2 separate regions of the Rattus norvegicus genome follow, and region 1 is linked to region 2. A link is a contact called in public Hi-C data. All regions are on one chromosome and are shown on one strand. The core of a region is the stretch at or near the end of the contact, and the rest is flanking DNA. Distances in the headings are between cores, read along the strand shown. Region 1 overlaps Pbx1 (PBX homeobox 1). Region 2 overlaps Pbx1 (PBX homeobox 1).

What was found. A called contact is a pair of places that touch in the nucleus more often than the background predicts.
Region 1: a contact with region 2 is called in a Hi-C map of psoas muscle, with 2.6 times the contacts expected there. The contact joins two enhancer-like sites. A contact is called at or near these places in 6 of 12 Hi-C or Micro-C datasets (the A7r5 cell line, frontal cortex, hepatocytes and 3 more).

Annotation. Positions count from the first base shown.
Region 1 is chr13:83,071,008-83,076,547 of GRCr8, reverse strand. All of the region lies in intron 2 of Pbx1 (PBX homeobox 1), which reads left to right. Among named protein-coding and RNA genes, the nearest start is that of Pbx1, 47 kb to the left of the region's middle. Within about 2 kb of position 3,262, at least 16 of the 93 cell types and tissues checked have an H3K27ac peak or open chromatin away from gene starts, as enhancers often do. A contact at or near this core is called in the A7r5 cell line, where this site is marked.
Region 2 is chr13:82,905,794-82,911,790 of GRCr8, reverse strand. All of the region lies in intron 2 of Pbx1 (PBX homeobox 1), which reads left to right. Among named protein-coding and RNA genes, the nearest start is that of Pbx1, 210 kb to the left of the region's middle. Within about 2 kb of position 4,205, at least 11 of the 93 cell types and tissues checked have an H3K27ac peak or open chromatin away from gene starts, as enhancers often do. A contact at or near this core is called in the A7r5 cell line, where this site is marked.

The DNA.
Region 1 (5,540 bases), core at 2,013-4,512, 170 kb before region 2:
GGCCAGGCAGGAAAAGGAAGCCCCAGAGACTCTCCCTGTTTGGTTTTCATACACCCTAACAGCTAAGGCAGTGTCTGACGTGCCCTGGGCACTCAGTTTGTTCTGTGAAACATAGCGAGCAATTGGAGAATCCTGTGAAGGAAAGGGAAGGACATCAGACAACCTTTGGGCATTTACAGCAGAGAAAGATGCCTCGTGACTGGTCAGGGCGAAGACTTCCAATCTGATGGCAGAGACACCAGACACTTTCCCACTCACTGAACCAGAGGCTTGGCACAAATTCCTGGATACAAGTTCAAGGGTCCAGCCTTGCTCCCTGGACAGCTCCCTTTGTCTGTGAGATTTGGTCTTAAGGCAGTGGCTGCCTCCTCTTCTGCTTGTGTTCCGCTCCTCTCTAATGAGCACGCTCTGGCGCCAAGAAAGCTCCCAGCCACAGAGAAAAAGACTCAGGGGACTGGGATTGAGAGGGACAAGTAAGCTTGGAGCTTGGATGGTGGTCCAGGGGGGCCCTCCCTTGTCTTCTTTGAAGCATGGTGGGGGCTGGTTCCAAGGCTCTGTGGGAAAGCCTTTTGAAGGCTCTTGGGCCATGGGGCACCATTATACTTTAGTTGAGGGGGTCCCTGTTTTGTTCCAAGGAAGATGTGCTAGGGTTAACGTAAAAGCTGCAGTTAGCAACTAGGAACCCAGTGGTCTGTATGGCTGCTTTCTTAATTGCTGGTGAATTAAGCCCAGGAGGCATGAGGGGTGGGTGGAGAGAGCTGTTTTGAGAGGTTAAGGACCTTGTAGACTGATGATAGGGTTAGAGTTGGGTGGAAACAAGCAAGCTGAAGACCAGGAGAGCCACCCACAACCAGCTTCATGCTCGCCCCTCTGCTCTCTGACCTCAGTCAAGGCCTGTCCTCAGTGATCACAAAAGTGGTCATTTCCCTGAGGAGGACTAGCTGACGGGCCAAACCCGCCTGGCTCCACTGTCAAAAGTATCTGCGCACATTTGGCCCCGGAGGGGCTGTTTGTTCGCACTTCTTTCCTTCAAGCATGAGCTGGGAGATGGGGAAGAGAGAAAAGAGAAAAATCAAATTAAATGTGTGTCCAGGACAATGAATCGTGTCTCTAGTCAGGCTGCCTTCAATTGTCTGGCTTTTTATTTTCTGAACTTTCGCTCACCATAAATCTTTTCCCCTCTCCTTTTGTGCATTAATTTTTTTTCTTTTTTTTTTTTTACTCTTTGTGCCAACACTTTGTCCTCTGGCCTGTCTGTGTCTGTCCCTCCTGGCTCTGTAATACATGCCACATTCTGTCACTTGCATCCTGATCGTAGCCCCAGCCCATCACTTGGAAACTTCGTGTTTTTAAGTTTTCGGAATTTTGTTTCTTGTTACTGTTGTATGTAAGGGGTCCACTTGACCCTTTTTGAAGTGGTCTGTCTTTCTAGCTTTGAAACAGGCTTCCATTTCTGTCTTTCATAGAAAATCCCAACCCTGTATGCACATGGTCATACGTGTTCCCTCTCTGGTTGTCTGCTTAGGAAAATAGTCTTGCTCCAGAAATTTAAAAAAAAGAAAAAGTCCCTGGGCTTTCTTGTTGTTGGGCTAAGCATTCCTTTGCTTTGAGGTACAGAACAAAAATGACTTAGGAGAATAAAACCAGGGGTGACATACCCCACAGGAAGTGGGGACCCGGGCCTGCCTGATTCCTTAGCAGACAAGGGAGTCAGGGCCCCGCACAGCTCCTGGCCTCCTGCTAATGTTTCTCCAATCTCACTTTACCTCCAGCTAGGAGAGAGCTGACAGCGTACAACAATGGCCTTCTTTCTTCCAGCAGGGCCCGTGTTTTGATAGTGTCAGGTTACACCCCTGCCTCCCCCTGGCCCATTTATAAACCTGACACAGGCAACATGATGTCATGTTACTTTTTTCAGCGTCTCCATGAGGGAATTTTTAAACACCCCCCCCCCCCAGGTCAGAAGAATGATAGTTGATTTTTGCTGAAATGAACCATGGCACGGTGTAATTAATATATGGGCTCCTAGTTCAAGATGGGTGGGGGTGGGAGGTGGGTGCGGTCTTGATCACACTGGTGTGGGTGGAGAGTGAGGTGTTTTCCTTCTCATGGTTTCCAGCCACCTACTGTTTGTAAATTGTAGCCTTTGAGAGCTCCCCTGGATTGTGCTGTCTTGCTGGGATCCTGATTTCCAACTCTTTGCCTCAGTGGCTTTAGGAGTTGATCTGAAGTGGGAATGAAAGGGTTCTCTCGGGAGGCTTCTCTGTGGTGGGTCCAAGTAGTCCTGCTGTCTGCCAGCCCTGTTTCTGGACTGGACTGTGCTGTGGTCTCCTCATTCTCCCTCCTCTGTACCTTTCTGTGCCAGTACCTGTGACTATAAAAGCACTCAGCATAATTCTGAGTCTCTAGAACTTACCATTTGTTTCTTTTGAATCAAAAGTTACGGTATATTCCATAATGAATGTCTGCATGGCATCCACCAGGAACACACACCTAGGGGGGGGGGGTGGCGGAAGAGACGAAATGTGATGGAGCGCCCATCTCTGTCATGGTCTCCCTTCCCAGCAGTGACCTTGTTACGAGGGTCTCATGAGAGGTGGGTGAACAGGGTGGTGAGGAATGCTGCGGGCAAAGTCCAGCTTCATTTTCTAGTCCTGACCCTGATATTAACCGGCCGATTAACTCTGGCAAGTTATTTGATATTTCTCTGCCTGATAGGTTAGGTATGAGGAACAAGAAAGACTACCTTACTGAATTACTGGACAGATCACATGTATCTAATACACGCAGTGTGTTTATGGTAGTGCTTGGCACATAGCAAATACCACATGAGACTTTCCTTAAAGAAACCTTTCAATGTACGTCTATTTGTATCTGAGTATCTAGATATATAGATAACATTTCAAATGTTTTTTCTTCCTGCCTTAAAGAATCGCAAATGGCAGAACAAACAGCAAAAAGCCCATGCACACTTCATTTTTCTGAAAGTCTAGTTCCTCAGTATCTAAAAGGCGTAGGTGGCCCACATTCAAGCCTTATGCTCTACATTTTGATCCGCAATGTTTTGTAACCGTATGTGTAGGCAAGCCATCAGGGCCATCTCTTAGACGTGTATTTCAAACACCAGGCTGGACTAGATCCAAAACCCCAACCGCTTTGAACTTGTCCTTCCCCTGGGAGCAGGTCACACCCTTAGTGGACTCTCAGCCTTCCCGCAGTGTCCTTTGCTTAATAGACATTCCCGCCGCTCGGTGCAGCCTGGCGAGCTCCTTCAGCTACAGGCTCAAATGTCAGGGTTGCAGTAAAGCTATTCTTAACTCCCTCCAGGATCATCCTGGGATCCCCAGAGCATGGTCTGTGTGTCTGGATCCTAAGGTGTGCACACTGTGCGTTTTATGATCAGTACATAGAGCTCTGACTCTGCCTGGGTGAGCGCAGCTGTCAGCACAGTGCCAGTAACCTGGTCCATGCTATGCATGGTTTTTGTTGTTTGTTTCTTGTAGATAAATAAACTGGTTTGCATAATTAGTGGACACAATGCAAGTCTCTTCCTCCTGTCTCCATCTCTAGGGTAAGCTGGGAAGAAAGGCAGAACTCAAACTCCGTTTTAGGACTTGACCAATTTGGAGTGCAGCGCAAGGTTTCCCTTAAGCACACTCCATTTAAACCTGCTGTAAAACAGACCCTAAAACACTTGGAACCAGAGAGGTGATTTCCAGGGGATCTGTCAGGCCTCCCTGTCTTGCTGATAAAGTAGGATCTGTAGAAGACCCCCATATGCTCAAGAGATAGACATCTGGGCCGGATGGCCGACGTGAAGCCAAGCACACAAGCATCCTTTCATTCCTAGAGTTGAGGTGTTTTATGTTGAGAGGTGTGGTTCCCTCCCTTCTGTGTGTGTGTGTGTGTGTGTGTGTGTGTGTGTGTGTGTGTAAATTTAATAAAAGCAGTGTGGAACTGCTTTTGTTGTTTTACAGACCAGTGGTTCAACCCTTCTCATTTTACAGTGCTACAGTGCGTTACAAGTCCTGACCAAGGACACACCTCCATTTATGGCAGACACTCAAGGAGTCTAATATGAGGACGCTGGTGGCAGCTCTTCCCCTAGCTGGCTGTGATTCCCTCTGTCCTCAGGGTTCACAGCAGGAGCAGGTCAGCCCACACATACCTCCCTTTGCTTCCTTCCGACATGGTTCCCCCCACCAATCTCTCTCTCTTACTCCTTTCCCCTGTGCTCACCCCCACCCCACCCCCACCCCATCCCCTCATTTCTGTTGACATGTGACTTGTAGCATTGGCCGCCTTCCTGCCTGGATCTTGATGTCTGCCAACTGGCCGATGATGGGTCTGCGATCCCACTTCCCTCTGCCTGTTTTCACCCTCTGAACTGTGGAGGCAGCTCATAAAACATGGGCTCCACACATTTTACAGCATTCAGTCGGGCTTCTCACAGCACACATGGTAATGACAAGCAGGTTTCCAGGGGGCAGAGCCAACTGGAGGCTCAGGCTTCCCTTTACGTGCCATGTCAGGTGGACTGCGAGCCTCTCCCAAGATGTCTCAACAGTTTTCATTTCTTGAGAGGTCAAAGGACATGTGTGGACATAATTCTTTCCAACTGGTAGCCCCTTTCTCACTACAATAAAAACGTGTGGAGTTTGATCCTGTTCCTTCTATTGGCCGGCAAGTGTTACCGTGGTCTGTTGACTGTATGCAGTGTTATGTGTATGTCTAACCACAAGGAATTTTTAAAACAGTGAATACACTATTTTTGCCCCAGTTCAGTTTTCTTCCTGCAAGTAGATGTAATGTAAGGACATTAAAGCCATGACCGTAGGATCGACATTTCTTTCTTTCAAGTAATTCTGCTCAGGAGTAAGATTCCTGACCTTACGTGGCACTGGTCCCCAACAGATACCAAGTGCTCAGGCCCCGACATTCTAAATGTTAGGTACCAAACTGACCTTTCTGTAATCGATTTGTTTAATCCAGTGTTATTAAGAGCCAGCTGTTCCAGCATTGATTGGATTGATGTAGTGGCCCTGGGAAGCAGGCACTAGACAAGGCCAAAGTAACTAGACTACCGTGCGCATGCGTGGGCAAGGACTCAGTAGCAGCACTGGATTGTGCACATCACCAATCAGGAAGACCCCAATCAGTTACATGTGGCCTGTCATGGGTGTGTGTGTGTGGGGGGGGGGGGTAAAGCAGGAGAGGGAGGGAGAGAGGGTGTGTCTAGTATCGTTGGCTTTGGAATTTGGCTACCCCGTGGTCCCACATGCCTGGAAGAGTCTTGGAGGTTAAGAGCCAGGAGTCTGGGAAGGCAAAGGATATGGATATTGGTTACTTAGATGCCTTCCAGGTGGTCACCATGGCACTCTCCAAAGCCCAGAGGGAAGGATGAAAAAGACTGCCTCTGACTCTTTCCATTCAGGCTTTTAAAAAACGCTGCTGGGAGTTCCCTACTAGCTTTTAAATGGCTGCCCTACAAATCTGGGGTTGCTTCCGTGTATGAACAGGTCTGGCAGTGTCGGATGTGG
Region 2 (5,997 bases), core at 2,956-5,455:
TGGCACCGTTAAGAAAGTTAGACAGAAAAATATCTCTGCTACTATTTAGTTTGTGAATATGGCCAGGAAAGTTTCGTTGGCTCAGGGCTGATATTTGTTAGCCTAAGCATTGACATCCATAAGGTGAGAGCAAGCGCCCGCCCATGCCACACATCCTGCGGTAGCAGCTGGTTTAAATGTTTTAAATATGGAGTTTCTCTGTGAGCACTGAATCCTAACCAAATTTCAAACTGAAGCCTGCTTTCGTAAACCTCGGGATATGAATGGAGTCTTTGCTCTCTTCTAACTGGAATTTATCTATTTTTAATGGAATTCTGAAAGCAACCACTAAAGGAGAGACTTCTAGGCTCGCTTGTCTGACCGAGGTGAGGTTACTTCCGAGTCGAATGGTTCCCGAGGGTCTCTCTCGAAGCCTTTCAGAGTGGCAGAGATATCCAATGTGAGCCCTGAAAGGCTGGGAGGACACAGATGCTTCCTGGCTTGGGGAGAATGCAGTCCAGAGAGTTTATATAAAAAGCAGACCACACACAACTTAGGCACAGCAGGGAGGAGGAGATAGGTGGGTGGGTACCTGTGACATCTCCTGTGTTGAGTTTAGACCAATAGGTAAGTCTGAAGGCAACAGAGAAGCTATTTCAAAAGAAAAGCCAGTGTGGGACCCAAGAAACAACATCCAAGGTTGTCCTCTGGTCCTCCTCCTCCAATAAATAAAACACAAGAGTTTTAAAGCAGGGGGACCTTACAGTGCTTAGGAGATTAGTAGCATAGGAGCCCCAGCAACAGGGAAGGGGGAGAAAAAGCAGATGCTATATTGGCATACATTTTATGCACTGAAGAATGATTGGTTTGTGGGACATGATGCTGTTACTGACCAGGACTTGTTCGTCCTCACACGAGTCCTATGTGTATGTATTTGCCCATGCCCGTGTTTGTGGGTGCACTCACTGGCTTGTGCCAGTTCTTTCTTTGTTACACATTTGTAACATATAGGAACCAGACACCAGACTCTTAAGTCTGTCATTTCTGGTCCTTTACCAGTGCATCAGCCCCGAAAGGCAGTGTCTCACAAAGTGCAGGGGAGACTCCTACTTACGTTGTATGTAACCGAGGGTGATAATGAACTTCTGATCCTCCAGCCTTCGCCTCAGGAGTGATGTAGTAGTAATAGGTCTGAGCCTGTGTTAATCCCAGCACTCCCGAGGCAGAGGTGAGTTCAAGGTCCTCCTGGTCTACATAGTGAGTTCCAGGACAGCCAGGGTTATGTAGAGCCCCCTTCCCCCCAAAAAAACCCAACCAAATTAAAAAAAAACATCATTGTCACTGTCATCATCGTCATAAATAACAATAACCTCATTTTACTCATAGTCTGAATGGTGACAAATCAGTATCATCACTACTTATTTCATGACGAGGAAACTGAAACTAAAATGAGGCAAAGTCCCCCAGCAAGAGTCTGGAATGTGGGTTAGCATGGGATATCCCCGCTTCTATCTCATTGTACTTTCCTCAAGGATCCTTAAGCTGCATTGTAGAACTGGGTGAAGAGAAGCCTGAATGTACACTTATATTTTCTTGGATATTAGAGTTTGCTGGTGGGGTTGGGGAACTTATCATAGCCAGCAAGAACCAGGCAATGTTCTGGACATCTTAGGATGACTTTAATCCACAAAATGTTTTCAGCTTGAGGCAAGAACGCATTAAGGAACCCCTCCCGCCTTCCGTAGTGACTTGCTGTAGGAGATGCTGTTGTAGAGAGAAGTCTTCCTCTCTGTGGAGAGCGCAGCATCCTCCAGCTACTGGCTCCATATCTCCCATGCTTCTTATGTATAACTAAGTAGGAAATGGTTTTCCACATCCTGAGTTCCCATGTGCAGCCCAGGCCTTACACACCCTACCCTGGCCCTCTCCCCTACCTCATTCCCTTTCCTCAAATGTCTTGAGTACACAGATCTGAGGGCAGAGGTCATATGAAGCCATGCCCCAACCCCCAACCTCTGTAGCTTTTCTTGTTACAAAGAGGGTTTCCTGAGCCACTGTAGAAGCTTTATCTATTAAGATCTGTAAGTCCGTCACCAGGCAGCCGGCACTCGTCCAGAAATGCAGGCGCCTGTTGTCCAGTGAGTTAGCTTTCTCCCTGCCAGCTGGCCCGGGGAGACTCGGTGTGCCAAGCAGGGAACGTGTGAATGGGATCCATGCCCGTACATCCCTTGAGAAGTACAAGTCCTGTGACCAGAAGGGCCAGAAGTTAGCCCAGAGAAAAGACGGGAAAAACTTGGTAGGTCTCTAGAGAAAACTCCTAAACATAAATGCTCAAAATAGTAAAAACCATCCCCAAGAGTACCCTGTATTTTTGTTTTCATCTCCTGCCTTAAAACTTCACCCGCAGTGCACGTGTTGCGGCTCTGGGCCAAGTGGGAAGAAATGAGTGCATTTTCCAGTTCCTGGCTAGAGCACCCTTTGAAAATCAGGGCAGCCATGATACCATAAGAAACACTCCGTAAATATGCTCGCACTGAAACACTTGAAGACCTCACTATCTCGTTGTTGGAAGGAAGTTGACAAGTCCTTTTCTGATCCCATATGCTGTTTATATATACCTGCTCATTAATGAACCCAGGAAAATATTGCAAGGATTGAAAGATATCTTGTCTTCATACCAAATGGTGACACTTTAGGAGACCACTGACCCGAACAAACTCCTGTGTGATTCGAAGGGGACAATACCGTGTATCAGAGTGATTCCCAGATCTCCAGATTCTGTGCACTGGAATCCTCTGAAGAGGCCATTCTAGGCCAGCAGCCAGGAAGATTCCCGCTTGGTCCTCTACAGTCTGAGTTCCGACAGTGAACTCCGATAGGCTCTCTCCTGAGCCTATCCATCAACCGTTGTCTGGCAGCTGCCTGTAAATGCCGGATTGTGAAACTGGGGAAATCAAATGGTTAATCATTTCCATTTACTTGATAGACGACTCTTTAAAATAACTCACCAAGACAGCTTTTCATCAAAGACAGAAGAGGCTTGAGAACTGGGAGGGATGAGCGCCCATAAGTACAACCCCAAGCTTCAGGCTACTAAGGAATGGGAGATATGGGTCCCGACACGGTTTAGAAGAATCAGCGCCTAGCTTAGTCCTTTTCCTGCTGGAGGAGTGTCCACCAGTATGTGGATGATGACTGTGCCTGTCAGAAATGACACACCCTGAAAGGTCGGGGTGGTGGAGTAGTGGGGTGGCGGAGATCTACAAATCTGAAAGCAGCTGGTGTAATCTTAGGCCTCAGAGAAACCCTTCACAGATACTGGTCCTGTGCTTGGCTCTCCCTCACTCCAAAAGCCATTGCCTTAATGTCAGCATAGTCTTACTTGTTTAGAATGGTCACATTTGAAAGGCAGATCTTAGTTTTGGGAAATGGGTGTGGAAGAGATGGGAGAGAAAAAGCGTTCTCTCTGTACAACTTAGAACCGGAGGGGGGTGCACACACCAGGAACTAACTGCCTGGCCTAGAAGGGTGGCGGGACACAGATGCCTAAGATGCCGTAGTCCTACATCCTACTCGGCTGCGTGCACAAGAGCTCTGAAAGGACCTGAATAGATGCACGATACCTGAGTCATGAGATCATGCTGGGTCACCACTGGCTTCTAGGAGCTCACTCTCTTGGTGGCAGGAGCCTGCCTTATTTTTAGCAAAGTTACCCACCTTTATAATCTGTAAGTGTGCTAGCAGAGTTTGTGTTTATATTGCCAGGTGATGATGCAATTCAGTGTGCACAAAGGGTCCCAGGGGCTAAACATTTTCCAGTTTCTAAAAGTACAAGGGCAGACTACTCCTAGCTCCTCCACTGGCTTCAAAGTCCTGCCTGGCTTGGGGTTGGTAGCTCGTCTTGGAAAGACAGAACTCCAAACTGCTCCAGAGACTGTAAAAATCTAGCTTCTGCCTTGGTGCTTTGAAACCATGAAGAGGCTTTTTAGCCTTGTGTCTGTCCAGGGGTTATCTTTTCCAATGGTCTCTTTATCTGGCCCAGCTAAGCGAGTTTCAAGTTTTACTCCATACCCTGAAACAATGTCCTCTGCTAATATGCTCTCCTCCCCGTCTGCCCACATTTGGGAGCTCAAATCTGAGCAGATCCCAGTTCCCCAGCTCCATGGAGATGTTGGTGGCTGTTGGGACCCTTTAAACAAGTCCTCGGTGGGGAGAGAGTGCCCTCTAGTGGGCACCAGCAGGGAGCGGTTCCCGAGCTGTATTGCTCAGCCAAGGACAAAACAATCCTTTGCACAGCCCTCCCACTGGCTCTCTTGAATGTGCCTTTGGGTTTGGTTTGTTTTTCTCCTTGTGTGAAGAAAATAAATAAAGATTGAACCGCAGGTGGCCAGTTGTGAGAGCTGCTTCAACCAGGCTGTGACAATCTCCTTATCTCTGGAGTTTTAGCACAGGATTAACCCTAGGGCAAGTGATAACAGCAATGTGACTTCTGGTGCCTTCTAAAGACTGTGACAACCTCTGTGTAAATCACTTACCCGTCGTGACTGGTCTCTGTCTTTATTGGAATGGGAGGGGGTGATTTGTGGGTAGGAAACTCCTTCTTTAAGAATTATTACCTAAACCGGGATAAATACCTTGGTGTTAGGTACAGCCAGTGGGGCTGTTAGAACCCTGGATGCACCAGCATGCACAGGCATGGGGACCCTTTAAAGCCCAGTTTCACGGAAAGCTCTTGGGCAGGAGATGGAATGGGAAGAAGGGAGGGGTGCCGGGCACCCATCAGGGAGGCGGCAACCTGATCATATGTGATGGCTGCTGGATTAGGTAACAGCTCGGTTGGTTGAAATTGGATCTTGGAGGACGAGTGTTAACATCTCCGGTGTCCCAGTGAAAGGTTCATTTGAGTCTTGCATGGTGCTGGAGAGATAAAAAGGAGCTTTTAAATACACATTTTGTCTCCAAGTCACCAGAGTACTGACTTCAAGCCATAAATAGGAAGCGTCACATCTGTTAGCCGTATCACTTATTTCTTTAATGCTGGTGGGATTTTCTTTTTAACTGACTAGTTGAACAGTTTCCGGGTCAGGGAATTCATAGACCTGGTTGTTGTTGTTGTTGTTGTTGTTGTTGTTGTTGTTGTTGTTGTTTACTAGAATCTTGAAATCTTGTCCTAGGAAGAAGCAAGGACCTGCAAAATTCCCTGCCTTCTTTAAACATACATGCACACCCCAAGACCATCAGAACAGTCGCCTCCCATGTACTATGGCACAACAAAGTGTTCCCCTATTTGTGTCTAGCTCTTGCACATTTTCCAGTGTAGTCTTTCATGAGTAGAATATAATTTAAATGGTGCACTGTTTGGGGGTGGGGTGGGGGGGGGTCTTTCTGGACTTTTTTTTCCCTGCATCTTTTCATTCTCTTATTTTCAAATTTCTGGTAGAACACGTCTATAAAACAATTGTAATAAGTCTTCGCAAACCCACTTTCCTTTGAACGAGTATTTATTTAAAGCATTTACCGTGTAAAAAAATTCAAGCGCCTTTATTGTTGCCAGCCCCACTGCTCCGTAGGTAAATCTTCTTTCGCCACCGAGGAATGCATCCCAATGCACTGTCTGCAGAGACTTCCAGTCTAGGTAGGCGAGGCATGTTATTATACAATAGGCCACCATTGTTGGCCGCATTCCCTCTACAGCGTCCTTAGGGAGATCCTCGCCTTATTGAAAAAGATCAAAAATATCAAGGGCAAGCAAGATATTCATTAGGTTGAGGAGAGTTTATGAGGAGGAACTTGGTTGTTTAAAAGCACCCAGGCACAGGCATGACTGAAACCCAGAGGAGTAGGGAGAGAGAATGTGCTGAGGAAATATCGGGTATATGGGAACCAACAGTGCGAACCTGCTCATGACCACCTGCCTGATCCGTGCTCTCTGAGTACCAGTTGACCTAGCTTTATTCTTCCTCGTGATTGGTTTTGCTAAAGCTGGGAGTTTAGGAGGCCATCTTTGGCACCTGTTTT